Linked DNA regions of Triticum aestivum: region 1 is linked to region 2. The links are chromatin contacts, called in public Hi-C maps. All regions are on one chromosome and are shown on one strand. The core of a region is the stretch at or near the end of the contact, and the rest is flanking DNA. Distances in the headings are between cores, read along the strand shown. Region 1 holds the start of LOC123160445 (protein DETOXIFICATION 27). Region 2 has its middle 41 kb from the start of LOC123157091.

Evidence for each region. A called contact is a pair of places that touch in the nucleus more often than the background predicts.
Region 1: a Hi-C map of leaf shows a contact between it and region 2, with 3 times the contacts expected there. The contact joins the promoter of LOC123160445 here to the enhancer-like site in region 2. A contact is called at or near these places in 1 of 5 Hi-C or Micro-C datasets (leaf) and 1 of 1 datasets of contacts at active chromatin or transcription factors (leaf).

The regions. Positions count from the first base shown.
Region 1 is chr7B:31,344,001-31,346,700 of IWGSC CS RefSeq v2.1, reverse strand. LOC123160445 (protein DETOXIFICATION 27) reads right to left here and starts at 1,253. Exons shown (of 7, transcript XM_044578259.1): 1 at 764-1,253. The coding sequence starts at 1,051.
Region 2 is chr7B:31,268,347-31,271,046 of IWGSC CS RefSeq v2.1, reverse strand. No RefSeq gene overlaps it. Among protein-coding and RNA genes, the nearest start is that of LOC123157091, 41 kb to the right of the region's middle. Within about 2 kb of position 1,411, at least 4 of the 8 cell types and tissues checked have an H3K27ac peak or open chromatin away from gene starts, as enhancers often do. A contact at or near this core is called in leaf, where this site is marked.

The DNA of each region.
Region 1 (2,700 bases), core at 4-2,503, 76 kb before region 2:
TGAGATGAACAACCGTACAAGTTGTCATTTTTCTTGTACATGAGTCAAATTCACTACTAAGCACCTACATTTTTCTTGTAACATTGTCATTTTTCTCTTTTTAAAATGCTAAGCACATCCATAACCATCAACAGATGAATCAATGCATGCATATATACTTATATATATAGTCATATACTATTTGTGTAAAATAGAATGTGTTTTGAGTCATAAATTTGCAAATTATTATTACGTCATTTTCAAATTCGCGTCAACTTTGGTTTTTATGGTATATACCGAAACCATACCGAAATAATTTGGTATATACCGAAACCGAACCGTAATTTAATTTCATACTGTATTTACCGAAGTATTAATACCGTACATACCGAAAAACCGTATAAACCGAATCATGTAAACCGAATAAACCGAACGCACAGGGCTAACGTTGACCAACCTGCGCTAGTTTACGCGCAGCTCAGGGGGTGGGCTGGTTCAAATTAGCTGGCGAGCGAAGCAAGCAAGGTGGCAATCGAATCAAATGCCGTGGGATTCTTAACCAGCCGATCGATCCTGTTCGTTTTCCGCCTTGTCGTTTGTGGAAGGAGTCTGTGGTTATGCTTCTGAGGTCGATCTGACCCGCTGTCTCCATCTCCCGGCGTGCGCAGGGGACGGGCGAATCCATGGGTACGATACGAGCTCCTCCAAATTGAAGGCAAGAAGGCGGAGCAAGCATGAATGAATGAATGAAGGTTTCCTGGGTTGGGTGTGCTTGGTTGCTTACCAGGAATCCGAAGTTGAAGCCGGCGATGACGGTGGAGGCGATGGAGAAGGCGGCGAGCTCGAGGTCGCCGATGTGGCCGATGAAGGCCTGCGAGACGACGTTGATCCCGTACAGCGCCACCCGCTGGAAGATGGCCGGCCCCACGATCCGCCACAGCCGCTTCGACTCGTCCCACCACTCCCGCGCCACCCGCGCGCCCCGGCCGCGGCCCCCCTTCGCCTCCGCCTCCTCCCCGCCGCGCGCCTGCAGCAGCGGCGCCGACGCCTCCTCCTCCCCATCCCCTCTCATGGCGCTCAAGCTCTCGCGGCGAGCTCCCCCGGGTTCTTTCTGGTGGTCTTTTCCTTGTGTGTTTGCGATCGGGTGGTGAGTATATACCGGAGGCCCCGCGCGCCCGCGCGTGCTTAATTAGCTCATTTATGTGGAGCTGCTGCTGGCATGGCCTTGGCTAGCCATATCGGCCTGCCTGGCATACGGTAGCGTGCACCGGTGCACGTACGGGGGCCGGGGTATGCAATACCGACGAAACTATTGGACGGTCAGTTGATAAAAAGTACAGTATAATCAGCTCATTTATGTGGACGGCCAGTATACTGCACGGTCCATAGCGCGCGAGCCGAGCTATCCACACGCACCAACCATCCACACCCACACACACCCATCCGGCCGGGAGATCGAGTGGAGAAGCTCAGAAACCCCACCCAGTTTTCAAACTCTTGTGCCGAAGTGACAAGGCCGTCCCTTCACTTGTCTTTTTGAAAAGAAGCGCCAGCTGACAGGCCTGTCAGCTCGGCCGGCGTGGCGCGCGCGCACGCACGTATGTCCCCGATCGTCGAATGCGAAAGGAACCGCGGAAGAGCTTCGCCGGCGGGATCGGACGAGATCTAGTACGTCGCTGTTGCGCGTCCATCCAACGGGGAGCAGGTGCGTGCCTGCGTGCGTGCGTGCGCAGGAACGTCCTCTACTCGCCTTGTCGGATATGTGGAGCTCTGACCGCGCGCACTCGCGTGATTGATCGAAAGTTGATTGTTTTTGATGATTGCCCATATAGCGCGGGAATCGAGGCTAGCTCAGATGCTTAGGCACGCACGATCCCATTTGATCCGATTGAGGCTAAATGGACACAAATCACGGACCAACGTGCGCACGCAAGTTTAGTGTCCGCCGTAGACCCATTTCCGACTCAAATTTGGGCCGTGTTTGCGCTCTCTTTGTCCCTCACTGGACCGTCCGTCGGTGAGAAAGTTGTGAGAACCTATCTTAGTAGGATTGATAGAGTACCCATATCAATAAGGAATTCCCTTCTTTTCCGGAAGCCCATTCAAAAAGAACTTCAAAATTAAGTGTGCTTGGCTTGGGATAATTCTAGGATGGGTGACCGACAGGGTAGCGGCTCTCCGGTGTGAGCATAGCATATGTGGTGATCTTCCGCCGGACCATGGCGATGCTGGAGAGCGTGGGGAGAGCGGAGGAGAGGAGGCGGATGGGCTCGGGTTGCGGCGCAGAGAGGGAGGGAGTGGATGGGCTAAGGTTGGGGATATGCCGGCTGGCTTAAATAGTCGGATTGGGCCTCGAGCCGCGAGCTAGAGCGGCGCCACGCGGCGTTTACATCGTGGTGGATGTGCCCGGGCGTCCCATATCCGCACCATATTTGGGCTGGATATGAGGGTGGCCGGTCAGTCTGGGCATTTGAGCGTCCGTCTGGGTCATATTTTTGTGACCTGTCAGTGGCCGGGCGGGCCGTCCGGACATTTGACGCTAGTTTGGGGCGCCTGTCTGTACATGCTGTTATTTCACCTTCAAGAAGCGGCCGCCGCGTTGACTTCCTACTTAGGGCGCAAACGCTAAACAAACTCTGAAAAAGACCTAAGGACGAATCGGGAGTAGTCCTCCTGTAGGCAAGGGAGAGGATCAACTGCGCCTTTGTGACCATAAGGCCA
Region 2 (2,700 bases), core at 162-2,661:
CTGTACTCAACAATCCTGGTGAATTCCAACCCTAAACCAACCATATATTGTTTGTCTTACCGGGAAAAGGTGGATCCTAGTCGGGATTATCGCTTCTTTCACTGACTATGCAGTCCTACTTGTCATCTTTATCTTCTACCTCCAAACGTTCTCCTTTTCTCCTTGCTGACAAGTGACGATGCGTCCGTCTCCATGACGAGTGACTGATGCAGACCCACCTCTCCGGCGGCAGCGCTGCCTAGTGAAATGGCACCATTATCGCGCTCACTTCTTCCTGTCCAGGCTCCCACGCCTGCTCCGCCTAATGTGCGTGCTCACCCCAACATCTGCAGATGGACGACTCCATGGGTCTGGCTCATGTCGTCACGGAGGGCCCGCCGAAGGCGAGAAGTGGTTCATCGCCAGCGTTATGCTCCCCCGGCCAACGCTGTTCAACGACCTGAATGTGCTGGGCTTATACAAGATGTCTGGTTTAATAACTTCGGCGAGAGATGCAAGTGCAAAAAAGCTAACCTAAGCAAGCAAGCAGGTGGATTGATTCCTAAGCTAGCCACGGGATTTATTTGTAAAGTTGTGGACAAGTTGCATGGGCGTAAATATTACAGTAGCCATTAAGCATTAGCCATCACAGCAGGCAGGCGGCCACCAGCGACGCGATGGAGCGGATGGACAGTCGGACACCAGCGACCCAATGTCCTCGAGTGCGGGGTTGACGGCGTTGACGCGCCCGGCTACCATGGAGATAGGGAGGTGCTGGAAGAGGACCGGCGCTGATTGCAGCAGAGCAAGAGAGAGGGGCTAGGGAAGAAGATGAATATGACATGTGGGGGCATGGATGTCAGTGAGAGTAGATCGCAATCCCCGCTGGGATGGACCTTATCCCGATACGCCAACCATCACCAGGGGCGAGATTGACCAGGATCAATGAGTACAGGACATCAATTTCAGGGATTAAGAGGTTGAGATTCAATTCCGACAAGTCGTATGAATTCAAGGTTTAAATCAAACTTCACCCCGTTAAAATCAAATCGAATCGAATGCCAGGATATTCAGCTTTCAGCGCGCGTGATTGATCGAAGGTTGAGACATCAGCGGATTGCGTCCCGATTGCCCGGGTTGAGCCAGCCGGTCTAGCTAGCACTCTAGCCCTAGCCCTTTGTTTAGGCGTTCATCAAGTGTCATAGTAAGTAGTTGATTAATGATTACCTAAAGGTTTTGTACCCATCTGCTCAGCTGGAAAGCTACAGCTCATTTGGACAGGGGATCGGAGCCCCCAATTACATTTCGCTTCCTCTTACCTCCATGCAAGTTGCAACAACGATCGGGCCATAACTCCAGGAAATGCTTGCATGTGCGCACGTAAGCGGTGATGCAACGATGCAAATGGAAAGGGATTTCACGTAACCCGATGCCGACGGCGACACCGATGGGTTCCGAGAACCGAGATACACCGACGGCGACGGCTCGACGGAGTAGGTACGTTCGTGCACCCGGTACCTAACAAGGCAAAATTGACAAATTTAACCTATGAACGAAATTAAATCATAGAATGAACTGTCCGCGAAACTATTTCACGCGGCTGACCTTTTTGTGCGACGCCCGACACAAAGGCGCCACACTACATTGTGCAACGCCTCGCGGATAGGCGCTACACGTCTGGCCAGCGTCGCACCCGTGTGATCCGAAAATTACTAAGTTAGTGTGCAGCGCCTGAGAGCTAGGCGCCACACTATACAGTGTAGCGCCTAGCTTCTAGGCGTTGCACTAGTGGTTGCTTCATTTTGTAGTGCAGCGCCTAGCTCTTAGGCTCCGCACAATGACTTAGCAATTTTTAGGCAGTCTGGGATGCAATGTTGGCCAGGCGTGTAGCGTCTATCTGTGAGGCATTGCACAGTATAGTGTGACGCCTTCGTGTCGGGCGTCACACAAAAAGATCAACCGCGTGAAATAGTTTCTTTGACAGTTTATTCTGTGATTTAATTTTGTCCACAGGTCAAATTTGTTAAATTTGCCCCCAACAAGCACACGGTTCCAAAATGCAAGGGACAACGGGTGTCTGTTCTGTCTTGGTCGATCACGTACGGTGTTGCGTATTGTTCGATCGAGCGGTCGCCTCACGGCAGACGTGCATGGGTTGTGGAAGGACGTGTGGGCACATCACAGGCGTACGTCCGTACTCTCGTGATTGGGTAGGCATCGGGATTTTTTAGCACCCAAGTACTCCCTCAGTCCGTAATTATTCATCGCGTTATTTAGAACTAAAATACATCTAGATATATCCATTCATCTGACAATATTTTTGGACAGAAGAAGTACAATTTTCGCAATCATTTTACAGTCCACCATCCTGCTCATCGACGGCTTGCAGCAAACGCCCGCAAACATGCGAATCACGGTGTCTTGACATTTTTTTTTATCATCCAACATGATGTATATCTCCAACGTCTGCACGTTCGGACCAGTCCGCATGTCCCCACAAACCGGAAGCAACATGAGAAAAATTTGCGAAATCCAGACATCCGCCTAGCTAATTAAAAGCCATCACGTACCCCTTTCCTCTTCGTCCGAATGACAGAAGACTATTGCGCTGATATTAGCCTTTGGTGGAAGGTGATTAGCATGACGATCTGGCGGAGGCGTTTGGCGGAAGGATGGTGCTAGCATGTTTGAAATTTGGCGGAAGCCACTAATCACTTTTTT